Linked DNA regions of Gossypium hirsutum: region 2 is linked to region 1. The links are chromatin contacts, called in public Hi-C maps. All regions are on one chromosome and are shown on one strand. Each heading gives the region's core, a stretch centred on a gene start, on an enhancer-like site or on the middle of the called end of the contact. The rest is flanking DNA. Distances are from core to core; before and after follow the strand shown.

The links. Hi-C and Micro-C count contacts between places; a contact is called where the count stands out from the background.
Region 2: a Hi-C map of leaf shows a contact between it and region 1, with 2.5 times the contacts expected there. The contact joins the promoter of LOC107901036 here to the promoter of LOC107901046 in region 1. A contact is called at or near these places in 2 of 34 Hi-C or Micro-C datasets (hypocotyl and leaf).

The regions. Positions count from the first base shown.
Region 1 is chrD06:15,002,243-15,009,192 of Gossypium_hirsutum_v2.1, forward strand. LOC107901046 (probable polygalacturonase) reads left to right here and starts at 3,505. Exons shown (of 5, transcript XM_041095802.1): 1 at 3,505-4,360; 2 at 4,645-4,765; 3 at 5,202-5,450; 4 at 6,038-6,191; 5 at 6,459-6,950. The coding sequence starts at 3,962.
Region 2 is chrD06:15,270,344-15,277,612 of Gossypium_hirsutum_v2.1, forward strand. It overlaps LOC107901036 (auxin response factor 7), which reads right to left and starts at 3,044. Exons shown (of 13, transcript XM_016826866.2): 1 at 2,290-3,044; 2 at 1,483-1,595; 3 at 1,289-1,384; 4 at 838-894; 5 at 557-712; 6 at 369-453; 7 at 1-24. The coding sequence starts at 2,332.

The DNA of each region.
Region 1 (6,950 bases), core at 2,255-4,754:
TTTGTCCCTTTTCATTCATTTTCAGTTCTTACTCTTGAGTAAGTACTATTAGGTCATTGTTGTGTTCATGTTTGATTAACTAAATATAAAATTATTTTTGGTAATAAAATTATCAATATATAATATTATTTATCACGATATTTGGTGTTTTATATTACTTTCTTTGATTATTTATTTAGTCGAACTATCAAAATTTATTATTCTTATAAAAATTTATTCTATTTTTTATTATTTACAACACAACAATTTAAGTTTTATGATATTTTATTTTACTCATAATTTAATATATTTTTCTAGTAAATTAGTAGTTTAAATAAACTGTGATTGAAAAATAATAAAAAATAGTTAGGAGTTTGGACTTCTCTTTAATAAAAACATTTTGTATTAAACAATATTATTTGTTATCATTTAAATGTAAATTTAACCAATATATAATAAATACAACGAATAAATTTTTCAACTTATAATAAAAAAATATAATTGAAACATTACTTGAGAATATATCAAAGAATGAGATAATTAGATTTTATTATTAGCGGCGCTTTTTCAAAAACGCTGCTAAAGGTACGAGCATTAGCGGCGCTTTTCCAAAAATGCCGCAAAAGGTACGAGCATTAGCGGTGCTTTTTCAAAAACGCCGCTAAAGGCCCGAGCATTAGCGGCGCTTTTCCAAAAACGCCGCTAAAGGCCCGAGCATTAGCAGCGCTTTTTCAAAAACGCCACTAAATGCCCTAAAAACTCTAAAAACGGTGTCATTGGGCTTAGGTTTTTTGCGGCACTTTTTGGAAAACGCGGCTAATGCTTATTTTTAGTGGTGTTTTTCAAAATGCGCCGCTAATGCTCGATCTTTAGCGGCGTTTTTGTAAAAGCGCCGCTAATGCTTGATTTTTAGTGGCGTTTTTTATCCAAACGCCGCTAAAAATGCCGCTAAAAGCCTATTTTGGTATAGTAAATGTTTATATACACTAATTAAGGTTTAATTAATCAAATTTTATTAATTAAACTAAGCATAATTATGTAAATCTCATTATTAATTAACATAAATGGCCAACATCATCAATGTCCACTATCTCCTAATAGCAAATGATTTAATTACCATTTTGAACCTTTGACTAATTTACATTCAAGTCCTCAAGTCTTTTGTCAATTAAAATTTTAAAGCAATTGAATTTTTACAATTTAATCCATGGGCCTTAATTAACTACTTTTTCGGCTAAATTACTTAATCGAATCTCAATATATTTTTATTTTATATTTACGGGCTTAATTTATGGAAATCGGGTTCTGGAACTATATTTTTCGACACCATTGAATTTTGGATCGTTACAATAAGGGTCATTATCTCGAGACATTATAGTTTGAAGTAAAAGATTAACAATAAGGGAGGCATGTATCGGCACATGGCTTCACTACCTTGAGACACAACCCTTTATTTAAACAATTCGAGTTAGGATTCTTATTCAAACTCCGTGTATAACCTTATATGACTCCTGAGTTACTATATGTGGGCCCATTTGGCCTCATAGAAGTACACAACATGACATTTATGAATTATGCCATGCTCATTTGTTTAATTTCAAGGAAAATGATTAATGATAGTCTGAGTTGCTACAACAACGAATATGACATCTCACATTTAGATCCATCGTTCGAGTTAGGTGTGGGGTGCCACAACCTAGTTGGTCATCTAACTTTTAGGGAACTTTCATTTTGGCCACCTTAAAAAAAATTCTTTCAATTTCACCATCTCTATTAGAAAAAGGTTTTCATTTTAGTTACTCAATCGTTAAATCCTTAACGTTGATAAACTGTACATGGTAAATTATGTCCACATCATTATGGACGAAGCCATAAATTTTTTTAAGGGGGGCGAGATTAAGTTATATATTTTTATGAGAACTAAAATGCAATTTTACGCTTGTATTGGCTTATATCTTTATGGTTTTCAAGAGGACTAAATCGAAATTCTAGCCTTTTGGGGGCCAAATTATAATTTTATCATATATTAACTTAAGATTTTATAAATTTTGGGGGACTAAAACAACAATTTTCTATTTGGGACCGTGGGGTCAAGCCCTTACCTGCCCTCTTCCCCTTGCCCTACACATCATGTTTACACTTTCATTTTGATCACCCAAAAAAAAAAGTTTCCTTTCTTTAAGTCTTGATTTCGGTAAAGTGAAAAAGCGATAAAAAATAAAATAATGCATTTAAAATTATCAAATTGTACTTGTTTATCTCATTATTGAAAATTCTAAATTTCTTTTTTTTTTAATTTTGAAATTTCAAAATATCAAAATCAATTAAATAAATTGTTAAAAATTTTATCCCTTGATAATATGAATCGATTTTGTTATTATAATATTGAAATTAATTAATTTAATTAATTTAATATTCTTCTAAAATTTTAAATTTTATTTTTTGTTTTCAGATTATCCTTAATGAAATCAACTCAAGTAACTCATATTTAATAATATATAAAAAAATCTTACATTTCTTTTGATTATATGATCTTGAATCCCACATGCTATGCTAAAAGCAAAGAATTTATTTTCAATTAATTAAATCGATTGCTTGTTCTTGGTATGGGTAAAGAAGTGATGGAAAAAATTCAAGGTTTTGTTTGGCATGGAAGATCAAATTAACTAATTTAATTAATTGCAAGATTTTTTATTTTTTTTTGCTTTTAAATTAGCATGAAAGATTCAACATCATATAATCAACAAAATTATGGGTTTTGTTTGAGTTGAGTTCGTTAAGGATAACTTAGAAACATAAAATAAAATATTATATTTTAAAAGGGGATTAAATTAATTAATTTAATTAATTTCAATTTTAAAGTAACAAATTGGTTGACACAATCAAAAGATAATTTTTCCAACAATCTATAAAATTGATTTTAATGTTTTGAAATTAAAAATTTTAATATTACAAAAAAAAGAGAGAAAATTTTGGAACTTTTGGCAAGAGGATAAGCAAAAACAATTTGAGAAATTTTTAATGCATTATTTTAGTTTTTATCACTTTTTAACTTTAATTCTTAATATTTTTTACACAGATTAATTGAATGATTAAAATAAAATATGCAGATATGATGTGGCAGGACCATTAGGGTTTTCATTATGACAAAATAAGCAAACAATTACGCAAATAAACACCATTTCTATCCATGTTGAATATATATGAGTTCCTCGGTCAGATATCTTCCTTCTTATTAAAAAAACCATTTTGGTTAACGAATACGGAATTCTATTTTTCTCCATGCTTTATTCTACACTACCTAACTCACTTTAACAATTGTAGAATCCTCCTAACCAATGGTAAATTCGAACTTGCTGTCTCACTACAATAAATAAAAAAAAAATTTATTTTCAGGCGAGTAAAATGAAAGGAAAAGAAACGAGAAAGTGGCCCATTAAATCGCGGCCCAAGCGGAAGATGGGTGTAAAGTGTGGAGTGAGATGGGGACATAAATAAAGATCCAGGTTTTAGTTGACACAGGTCAACAACCCGAAAATTTCGTTATACGAAAGAGTTTTCGTGTTTGATGTCAACGTCTCAACTACTGTTTTCAAAATGGTCAGATTGCAACTCTTCAACTAATCACCTACTACCGGACGATGATGTTGATGTGACATTGCTTCTCGCTGCCGTGACTGAAACCTCACACAATCCGAAATCCAATTACATCCTTCAAATAAACCACGCAGGCAACTTGATACCCGCAGTAAAAAAATCTAGTTTCATTCAACTCAAGAGCGTCGACCTGCCCAAAGCTAGAAACTATGGACTTGGTTCTCCATTGACCATTGCGATCTCCCCTTGAATTGAAATCTACTCCATTTCCAATCGACCAAATCTGGCGGCTATTCATCACCAACATCTCACCAACAAAGCACTACACCCCTTTTACTAAAAGGGCCAGAAATCGTTTCTTTTAACCAAATTCGCTAAACCCAATATGGCTGAGTCATTGCCGGTTGGGGGATTTCCGGCATTCCTTTCTTCGCATAAAACTCTGTTTATTGTTCTCTGGATCTCGGCTTTCGGTTCTGTCTTTCTATGGCAACGGGATATAGTTGGGGCTGGGTTCTCTGTGTTCGGAAAAGCTGGGCCGGGTCGGTCTATGTCCGGGTCCCGGCCTTTCGAGTTTAATATTACGGATTTTGGCGGGGTTGGCGATGGGGTAACGGATGACACGGCGGCTTTTGAGAGGGCTATCTCGGCCATCTCGAAGCTTGGGAAGAGAGGTGGTGGTCAGCTCAATGTCCCGCCTGGAAAGTGGCTTACGGCGCCGTTTAATCTTACTAGTCATATGACTTTGTTCCTTGCTGAGGATGCTGAGATTCTTGGAATCCAGGTTGGTTTTTCCATTTTCATGAATTTTGGCAATGAAAAATGATATTCTCCCTCGTTATTTAACATGTTTAGTCGTTTATGGGTTGTGATTTGTGATGAAAGGGGACCAATATTTAGTGTGAAAAAAAAAATCACATCATGACCATATTTAGTGACAACTTTGATCCTTTCCATGCAAATATGACGGTGTTCCTGATTTCTCTGTGTTATCCGGCTGTTGTGTTTATAACTTTGGATTTTGGTGGATTCAATCTTGTTGTTTGCTGTTTTCCCGCTATCATACAGGACGAGAAGCGATGGCCATTAATGCCTCCATTGCCATCATACGGGTACGGAAGAGAGCATCGTGGACCTCGGTATGGAAGTTTGATCCACGGCCAAAACCTCAAAGATGTTGTTATAACTGGTAAGCTACTTCACCCCTGCCCCTAATAGGTTTCTCATTAAATTGTTTGAATGAAAAGGTTGCTCACCTGATAGAGCCAGCCAGTTTACCTATTCTATGTCATAGCACCTAATTGTCGATGTCTCAAAAATACAATTTTAGACTGGTCTGAATCTGTTTTCTGCACCCTTTATACCCTGTGCATACTGCTTATTCAAAGTACTTGCTACTTCTTTTTTTTCGTATGGAGAAAAGTGGAAAGAAACGGCCTTTTCAAGGTTTTGGATGAATAAGCACTTCCAACAACGATAATTAATAGGGAAATTCGATTGGCTGCTAGATTTGAGTCTGATTTATCATTTTTTCATTACAAATCAACATTGTGGTCTTTGTTCTATATGGATCTTTCAATGCTGGTCTGAGTCTGATTTTACCGTTTATCTTTACAAATCAACAGGGCACAATGGTTCCATAAATGGTCAGGGTCAATCATGGTGGACAAAGTATCGTCAGAAGCTACTCAACCACACAAGGGGTCCACTTGTGCAGATAATGTGGTCAAATGACATTGTAATCTCTAATATAACCTTACGTGATTCTCCGTTTTGGACTTTTCATCCATATGATTGCAAGAATGTAACCGTTAGGAATGTAACCATCTTAGCACCTGTATTTGGAGCTCCAAATACTGATGGAATTGATCCTGGTAAGTAATCCCTGATTATAAATTTTGAACTTTTGTCTATAAAAATTTTTGGTAGCTAAGGCTCTAGACTCGATTCTCATTCATGCTACTAGTAGTTGTATAGAAATGCTCACTGTACATATATAACTCGCTTATTGAGCAAGCTTGGTTGACAAATCTGTAGAATGAATTCAAGACTATAATTGAAGAAGGTTTGCAGAGGCTATTATATACATTAGTTAAAGTACGACTGTGCATTTGTTGGAACGTATAGAAGCAGGAAGGTGAGAACTTAGATGTAAGATGTATGGATATGGTATTCTGAGCTGAATTCAATGAAATGTGTGGGCAAATTGCAACAAATTTGCTTTCATTATTTTGTCTTTTCTTCTTTTCCCCATTCCTCTCTAACACATACAAGAATCTTCACATGGCAAATGCATCTTTGTAAATGGAGCAAATATCATTTGCTCACCACACCACGCTGTAGCCAGCTCAAATATACACCTAGATAAACCACGTTTCTGCTTGTTGATTTGCAGTGGGAAAAAAGGGAGATTAATTCACGCTGAATGTAACTTATTACAAGTCATTTGTGGCATAAACAGATTCATGTGAGGATGTAGTGATAGAGGATTGCTACATATGTGTTGGCGATGATGCAATTGCAATAAAGAGCGGTTGGGATCAATATGGCATCGTTTATGGACGACCTTCGAGAAACATTCTCATCCGAAACCTCATTGTCCGTTCTATGGTCAGGTAAAGTTTCTTGAATTAATTTCCTCCATCTTCATGAATATTCTACTGCCCGATAGCTTCCATGTCAAAGAAAAAAAAAACAAAAGGTCCCAAATAGCATGCATGTATTTTTCGAACTTCATATGCAAAAACAAAGGTCCCAAACAGCTCTGCAGTTTGGGTCATCCAAAATTTAGGATATTGCTTTTCCTATTCTTTTATCTATCCCTACTTGTAATTTTCATTTGGTAAGTACACATTGTCACACTTGGCTGAACATATGCGTAGTGCTGGCGTATCAATAGGCAGCGAGATGTCTGGCGGGGTATCTAATGTCACCGTGGAGAATGTCACTGTCTGGAGTTCTAGGCGTGCAGTTCGAATCAAGACTGCTGTTGGAAGAGGTGGATATGTCAGGCATATAACGTACCGAAATCTGACATTTGATGATGCCCAAGTTGGAATTGTTATCAAGACAGACTACAATGAGCACCCCGACATGGATTTTGACAAAAATGCTTTCCCAATACTCGAAAACATAAGCTTCACCGGGATACATGGTCAAGGAGTCCGTGTACCTGTTCGTATACATGGTAGCGAGGAGATTCCTGTCAGAAACGTGACGTTCAGGGATATGAACGTGGGGATAACATATAAGAAAAAGCATATATTCCAGTGCGCGTTTGTTCAAGGGCGTGTAATAGGGACCATCTTCCCCGCGCCTTGTGAAAACCTTGATATATATGATGAAGAAGAAAGGCCTGTAAAGCTCTCAACGGC
Region 2 (7,269 bases), core at 1,794-4,293, 270 kb after region 1:
TCAGAAGATGCCTCTTTGGTTGACCTGCAAAGAAGCCATTATGCATATATAATTCCATTTCTAATACCTATGACATTAAATACAGAAACTACAACCATAATATGGGTAACAGAACAGTATTGACTTTAGTATTACCCTAAAGCATTCCCACCTAAATCCCTATTTCCCGAAGGAAAATGAATTTCTTTTACACCAAAAAGTTTTCAAGTAGTGTGGAAGTTAACAGTTATTTAGAAAACATTAATAAAAGAAAGTAGTGAGTGTTCTCAGCACAAAGCTCTTTGATAAAGCTTCAGTCTTAAGTTAAAACACAAGTAGACTTCCGATTATGAAAAGGAAGGCCAGCAATATCTGGAAGAGAACCATACCTCGATAAATATGTCTAAATGTCCATGTATTGTCATGTAAATCTTTAGCTACTAGCTCCTGAGCAGGTGGTTGCATCGAGAAATCCTATCAAATATCACCATTTAGATCTTAGGAGATATACACACAAAATGCTTCAACATATCTTAAATATTAAAACAAAAATCTAAAATTGAAAGTTTCTAAGTACCAGGGGAGGGAAGATTTTCTCAGCTGCTCGTCGAGGCACAGAAAATCCACCATGAGTGCTAGTGTCACTTGCTGTAAGAGTCTTGCAAAAGAACTCAGCAGGTTGCCGGCTTTGCTTGAGGCCAATATCAGATGCCAGTAACGCTTCCTTGTCATACTGTAGAGAAGCAATTTAAACTCATCCCATATTTCATGAAATGAGAAAATTGACTGGAAAAAAAAAAGGACAAGGCAATTCTGCAATATCCATGAATTAATTCCCAAATTGAATAGCTGACCTACTTTGTTCACAGGTTGAAGTGTCATCTGGGCATACACCTCATCTGTTTCCGGATCGGCCTGATTCAAAGTTTAAATAATTGAATAAATTAGTAACTCCAAATAACCATATAACTTTCCTTGCTTTTCAAATCATTTTAACCATTGCAAAGTTATTTTCATGCCTATACCGTCAAGGATCCTATTCATATTGCAATATGACCCAGCACCAACAAAAGCTTCCTAGTAGTAGTCAATGCAAATACATGCTAACCAGATAGCAGATGGAAGCACAAACTAACTAAGCCAGCAAATGACAGGGCATTTAAATATAAAGATGTCTAACATATGAAAGGCGTATTGTCGATCCAATGTTTTCGATAAATGCACAAAACTCTATTAGGAGCAACCTTTTCCTCTTCAATGACCAAAAAACATAAGAAACTTGGGATGATAGTGCCCTGCTTTTGCTTACATGCAATGTGACATTATGGAGCATGCATATCAACTTGGAAGGAAGGTTAGGGTAGCTTGGTATGAAATCAGTCTCCTTTTGCATCGACGCCGCAACCTGGAAAAGGATATATATTAATTAGAGAAATATTGATAAAAGGCCAGATTCGGAAAAAAAAAATTATCCTCTAGGAATGAATGTGGAAAGTAACTCACCTGCTCGCTGTGACCTTGAGGAAAGTAAACAACCAAACTTCCAACTGGAGGCAAAGAAACAAGTGGTCCAGCACAAGCATGCCATAATTCTGAATTGATACTCTTCCTTTCTCCTGCTTCCAAAACAACCAATCAGAATATTATCAAACATCCCACAAAACCACAAACAAAGAGAAAGTCATCAGAATTATTAAAAAGCATCAACTTCCAAAAAAAATTCTCAATATCCATATTCGTCCAAAATTGAACGATAGACAAGGCAACAATTAACTTTATGGTATCGAAGCAACAAATCCCCAATTGCCTGGTATCAAAAAAGTTATCATGAATATTCTTATATAATACTTAATACTTCATATTTGAACTCGACAAAAGTATAATTGTTGTATGTTTTCTTTCTTTTTAACCTTAAATTTGCAAATGATAAATGATCCCAAACCCAAACCTTCCCCCATTAGAATGAGGAAAGTTGCCACTCAGTTACATTAAATTTTACTTTTAGTCTTGCTAAGTGCTTCTTTCCATTTTTATGAAAATGGGATTTATAGGATTTCTCAAAAAGAGATATGACAATTTACATGAACAAATGTAGAGCATTAAAACAAGACTAATACTGAGCAATAATTTATTTAAACTAAAAACAACTTAGACGGGAATGGATGACATAGAAAAATAACCAAATTTATAAACTAATAATCAAGAAAATCCCAGACTGCGTAGAACCCAAAGGCTATTTCGACCCAGAAAAAAAAAAGCTGAATCAGAGCTAAAAGAAGAAAAAAAAAGAATTAGTAAGAGAAATCAGACCTTCTGCAGAATTTGCCATAAATCCATTTGGTGGAGCCTTCATGTTTACAATCTCGGATAATTTTTATTTTTTTTACAAAAAGAAAAATCTCTAAGGAACACAATCACTTCTTATGCTCCAACAAAACACAGAAAAGAAATCAACTTTCTTCACCATATAGTTACCTCTAGTCTTTTAGCTATCAAACCACAACGGTTCAAAGAAGAATCATTTTAGCGGCATCCCTTGGTAGGAAAATCACTACAGACGCGCTTAAGGAAACGCCGCAGCTTCCATTAATAAATCACAAATCCCAAAAAAGAACTAAAACCCTAACTTAGAAAGCAAAACCAAAGGCCAAAAACCTTGTTCTTTCGCTTTGATTAGCTTGGTAAAAAGCTTTTGAAATGTTGGGTATTTTCAATCACATGAAAGCATTTACTTCTCCAAAGGAATAAATCAGATTCCAGAGTTGAATCAGTTTAAAAGTAGCCGAAACCGTAAAGAACTAACTGCATGGAACATTAAAAACTGCTCCTCAGCTCATTCGAAGCTCATCGTTCTGTTTTCTAGAATCCGACGAGAAAAAAGAAAAGAAAAAAAGAAAGAAACTTTATGGGATCAAGGAGAAGGAAAAAAAAACACTTGTCGCCTGGAAACCACAGAACCAAAGCGAAAGGCAAAGCAAAAGCAGAGCAAAAAATAGCTTTCTTTTTTTTTCTTTTCTTTTATAAATTGTGAAACATGCCGACATATAAGAGAGTGCGAAGGCTGAACTCTGAAGCAATCAGGCCTTTGGTAAATAAAAGGCAGTAAGGATTTTTTTTTTTCTTTTTTACTTTATGAATTAAAATTTTAATCGTTGCGCGTGTGAATTGGCGAGTGGTGTTAGGCTATTAATAGGCGGACAGTTTAAGTTGGTACCCTTCTTTTCACTGTTTTGGACTTGGGAGGTGCGCGCGTGCGGCCTTGTGGGCGTGCGTAAAGGGTTCTCCTTGGAGTGAAAATAAGTATAGTTGACGCGACTATAGAATAACATTCTGGTTTGGATCCCTTATCAATTCTCATTTTGCATGGTTGAACTCCAAATGTGGGGTTAATTTAATCCAATATGTTCTCGTTCAATAGATTGTAATAATTAAATTTTCATAAACCTAGTTATTTGAATCAAAGCATTGTAATGCTCGACTGATAGTTCAATCAAATTTAAATTTTTTGAGTTCAACTCATATAGCTTGCTAGTATTGAGACCCTAGTCTTATTTCCTTCTTATTATCCTTCTAAGGTTAGTTTAACATTGTTTTCCAGAAGTTTAGTTTAAGATACGAGTGTTTAGTATTGCTGTCAAAATATACTTTTAAGAAACAAAATGTTTATTTTAGACCTGGTATTATAAAGTAACAAATATGAATTTAAATAATGTTCAAATTAATTAATATTATTATATTTTAGTAAGAATATAAAAAATAATTTTAATTATTTATAAAATTTAATTAAAATATATAAACTATATTTTAAATAATTAAATATTAATACATTTGTATTATTTTAAAAAATACTTTTTTTATTTTTAATTTATAATTTTAACACATTTGTAATTTAACACCAAGAAAAAAAAAGGAAAAGTATCATGTTGTTGGAGAGGTAAAAAAATAATTAAATATCAAAAGTACTTTTGGTAGAGAAAAAGCTAAAAATTTAGCTTCTGTTTTTTAAAAGAGCTTTTGAAAAGTAAAATATTTCAGCCAAAAGTAAATTGTTTAGTACAACTTTGTTCTAAAAGTGTTTTTCAAGCTAAAATTGTTTTTTTTTTGTAAGCAATATTAAATAAGGCCTTACTTTGGATCAATGTAGTTGGTTCCGCATCGATTCCAATTACACTACCCAATGCGCACCGTTCTAGAAATAAATCGAAAAGATCATTTCTTTTTCTTTTTTTTTACACCGATGTAAACTTTAACCTGTACTGATTGCACCAACCGAAACATTACACATCAAGTGACGGTGCATGAATAATGTTAAATATATATATAATTTTTGCCAACTTTAATTTTTTTATTAACTAAATATAATATTTAAACTTTAACCAAGGTAAAGGAGCAATTTAAAATTTTAATGTAGAAAAATTAATAAATATATAATTTATATAACAAAAGAAACTAAAGAAAGAGTCACAAACATAATTTTATGTGTATGATTTTATTAATCTTTCATTTTATATATTTAGTATGGGATGATTTTATTGTAGATTTTAAGGTACATGCGTGGTATGTGATTTTATGTATTTAATTTATAATCAATTTTTAGATAATGTACCTTTAACTATTATAATTGATTTTTAATTCGTTATTTGAATTATTAAATATAATTAAATTATATTAACTTATTTAAAAATCAAATATAATAAAAAGAAATTTTCAAACACCATATTAAAATATTAATATTTTGTTGATCAATAATTTCTCTAATAATATTAAAAAAATTGAAATTGTAATTAAAATATTTGTACTATTTTCAACATACGAAATAATTTATACTTTATGTAATCATTATTAAAAATAATAATTAATAATTGTTATTAAATTATATTGATTATTTTGATAATTCAAATACAATATTTATAAAAAAGATCCTATTATTAAAGTATATGTACAAGCAATAAAAGAAATTTATACTTCACTCCTCAATTTTTATTTTTATTTTTTTAATTGTCAATAAATTGACTATAATAATTTATAATTAATATGTAGCAAAAAAATAATATCAAGTAAAAAGAATTTTAAATTATTATAATTGAAAACACTTTTTAACTTCAACTTTCACTTCAATTACAATTCTTTTAATTAACTTTTTTGGGCAAAACACCATTAAAAGCCTCATTTTCTTTAAATTTACCGAAATGGGCCCGGTATTTTATTATTTACTGGAATGGCCCTTTTTCTCGAAAGCACGTCCACGTCAGCGCAATGTCAGGGGACGTGGCAGAAAAACGTGTCCCTGAGGGCGCGCTTTGCCTACGTGGACATAAATCGCTCCCTCAAAGGCGCGTTTTGATGCCACATAAACGCTCCTCTGGGGACGCGTTTTGCCCATTTCTCTCATGTTAGGTTTTGGGTTTTTAGGGTTAGGGTTAGAATTAGGGTTAAGGTTTAGGGTTTTTAGGATTTTTAGGGTTTTGGAGAAAAAATTAAATGAATAAGGGATTAGAGTTTAAGGTTTAGGGTTTATTAATTAAATTAATTATAATTTTTTCAAAACTGGATTAGGTTTCGTGTTTATGGTTTTTAATAAAAAATCAATTAAATTAGGGTTTAAGGTTACGTGAGTAATTTAATTAAAAATTTATTAAGAAAATCGCTCCCACGTGGACGCGTTTTTGATACAGTAGGTCCTGAAAAAATAATTTTGAGTTGACGTTTCTAAGCAAATAGTATAAAAAACGCTTCAAGCAGGATGCTTTATAAGAAGAATTTTTGAAATCGCTCCTACGTAGACGCGCTTTTGCTACAGTTAGTCCTGAAAAGTAATTTCGAGTTGACGTTTCTGAGCAAATAGTATAAAAAACGCTTTAAGCAAGATGCTTAGAAGAATTTTTGAAATCGCTCCCACATAGACGCACTTTTGCTATAGTAGGTCCTAAAAAATAATTTCGAGTTGATGTTTCTGAGCAAATAGTATAAAAAACGCTTTAAGCAGGATGCTTTATCAGAAGAATTTTTGAAATCGCTTCCACGTGGACGCGCTTTTGCTACAGTAGCATGTTTGGGCTGAGGCTATAAATGAGGCAAAAAATGTTCTCAGATTGCATAAGTTACAGCAAAAATAATTTAGAGAGGCTAAGAAGGTTAGAAATTAAAGATGAGTGAACATATTAGTGTTGTTATTTACTATGATGGTGAGGTTTGCCACACCGAGAATGGTGTTGTTTTTTTATCGGAGAATACAGTGCAACTGGTTTTTAACCAGAACATAGATTTGACAGAACTTTGTAAAAGAATTAGGTGTAAAATTTTTGGAACGACGCCAATGAAAGTTCTGTCTATTACGTATCGATTTTGTTCTTCTGTTGATCCGGTGACATAAGATTCGTTCGACATAAAAGGTGCTCGTAGCTTGAAGGCAATGGTGCAGACCCATCTTGCTAATGGAGCACCTTATATTGAGTTATATGTACAATTTACATTGCCAAATGATGTACTTGCGACTGGTGTTCGAGAAGTATACGCGACCCCTGACCGACACTCGGTTAGCGGGTTATAAAATACGGAACAGCCCATGTTTGGTAGCGGTGTGGAATGCACATCCCCTGCAAGACACTCTGTCGGTGGATGAGACATGTACGTCGGTGGGTCGATGTATGATGCTGGAAATACGTACTAGGGAACGGCATCAAGTTCTAGTGGTTGACAATCTACATCCAATTAGGGACGTTATGAAGTGCCCAGAAGAAGGGATGATGTACTCCCTACGACGTCCACCGGTGAGGGGACCTCGTACGTTGCAGATGATGCTGGGTTAGAAGATGACTCCGATGTGGATCCACCTCGAGAGCCCGGGCCCGATGGTGCAGAGGTTGGCCTATTTTCTGAACCAGAGCCTATTCCAATAGAACCTGAAGATGCTGAAAGGAGTTCAGATGAAGAAGAAAATCTACGATTTAGAGCATACTCACCTCCATCCCACATGCATAATGTTGATTTATCTGCAGATGATGCGTTAGAGTTTCTAGAGCTACCACACCGGTTGTGTGATCGTACAAGTTCAGGGCTAGATTCGAGTGAATTTGAAGTTGGTAATCAGTTTTCCAACAAGGATAGTTTTATTGGTGCTTTGAAACAACATAGCATCACCAACGGCAGTTTTGCGTTCAATTAACAGCAAAGGCACGGACTACCTTTGTAACATACATTTCGAACAGTGGGCACAAGCATACAACGACGGCCTACGATATGGTCATATGACTTCAAACCTGGCTGAATGCATAAATTCTGTTCTAAAAG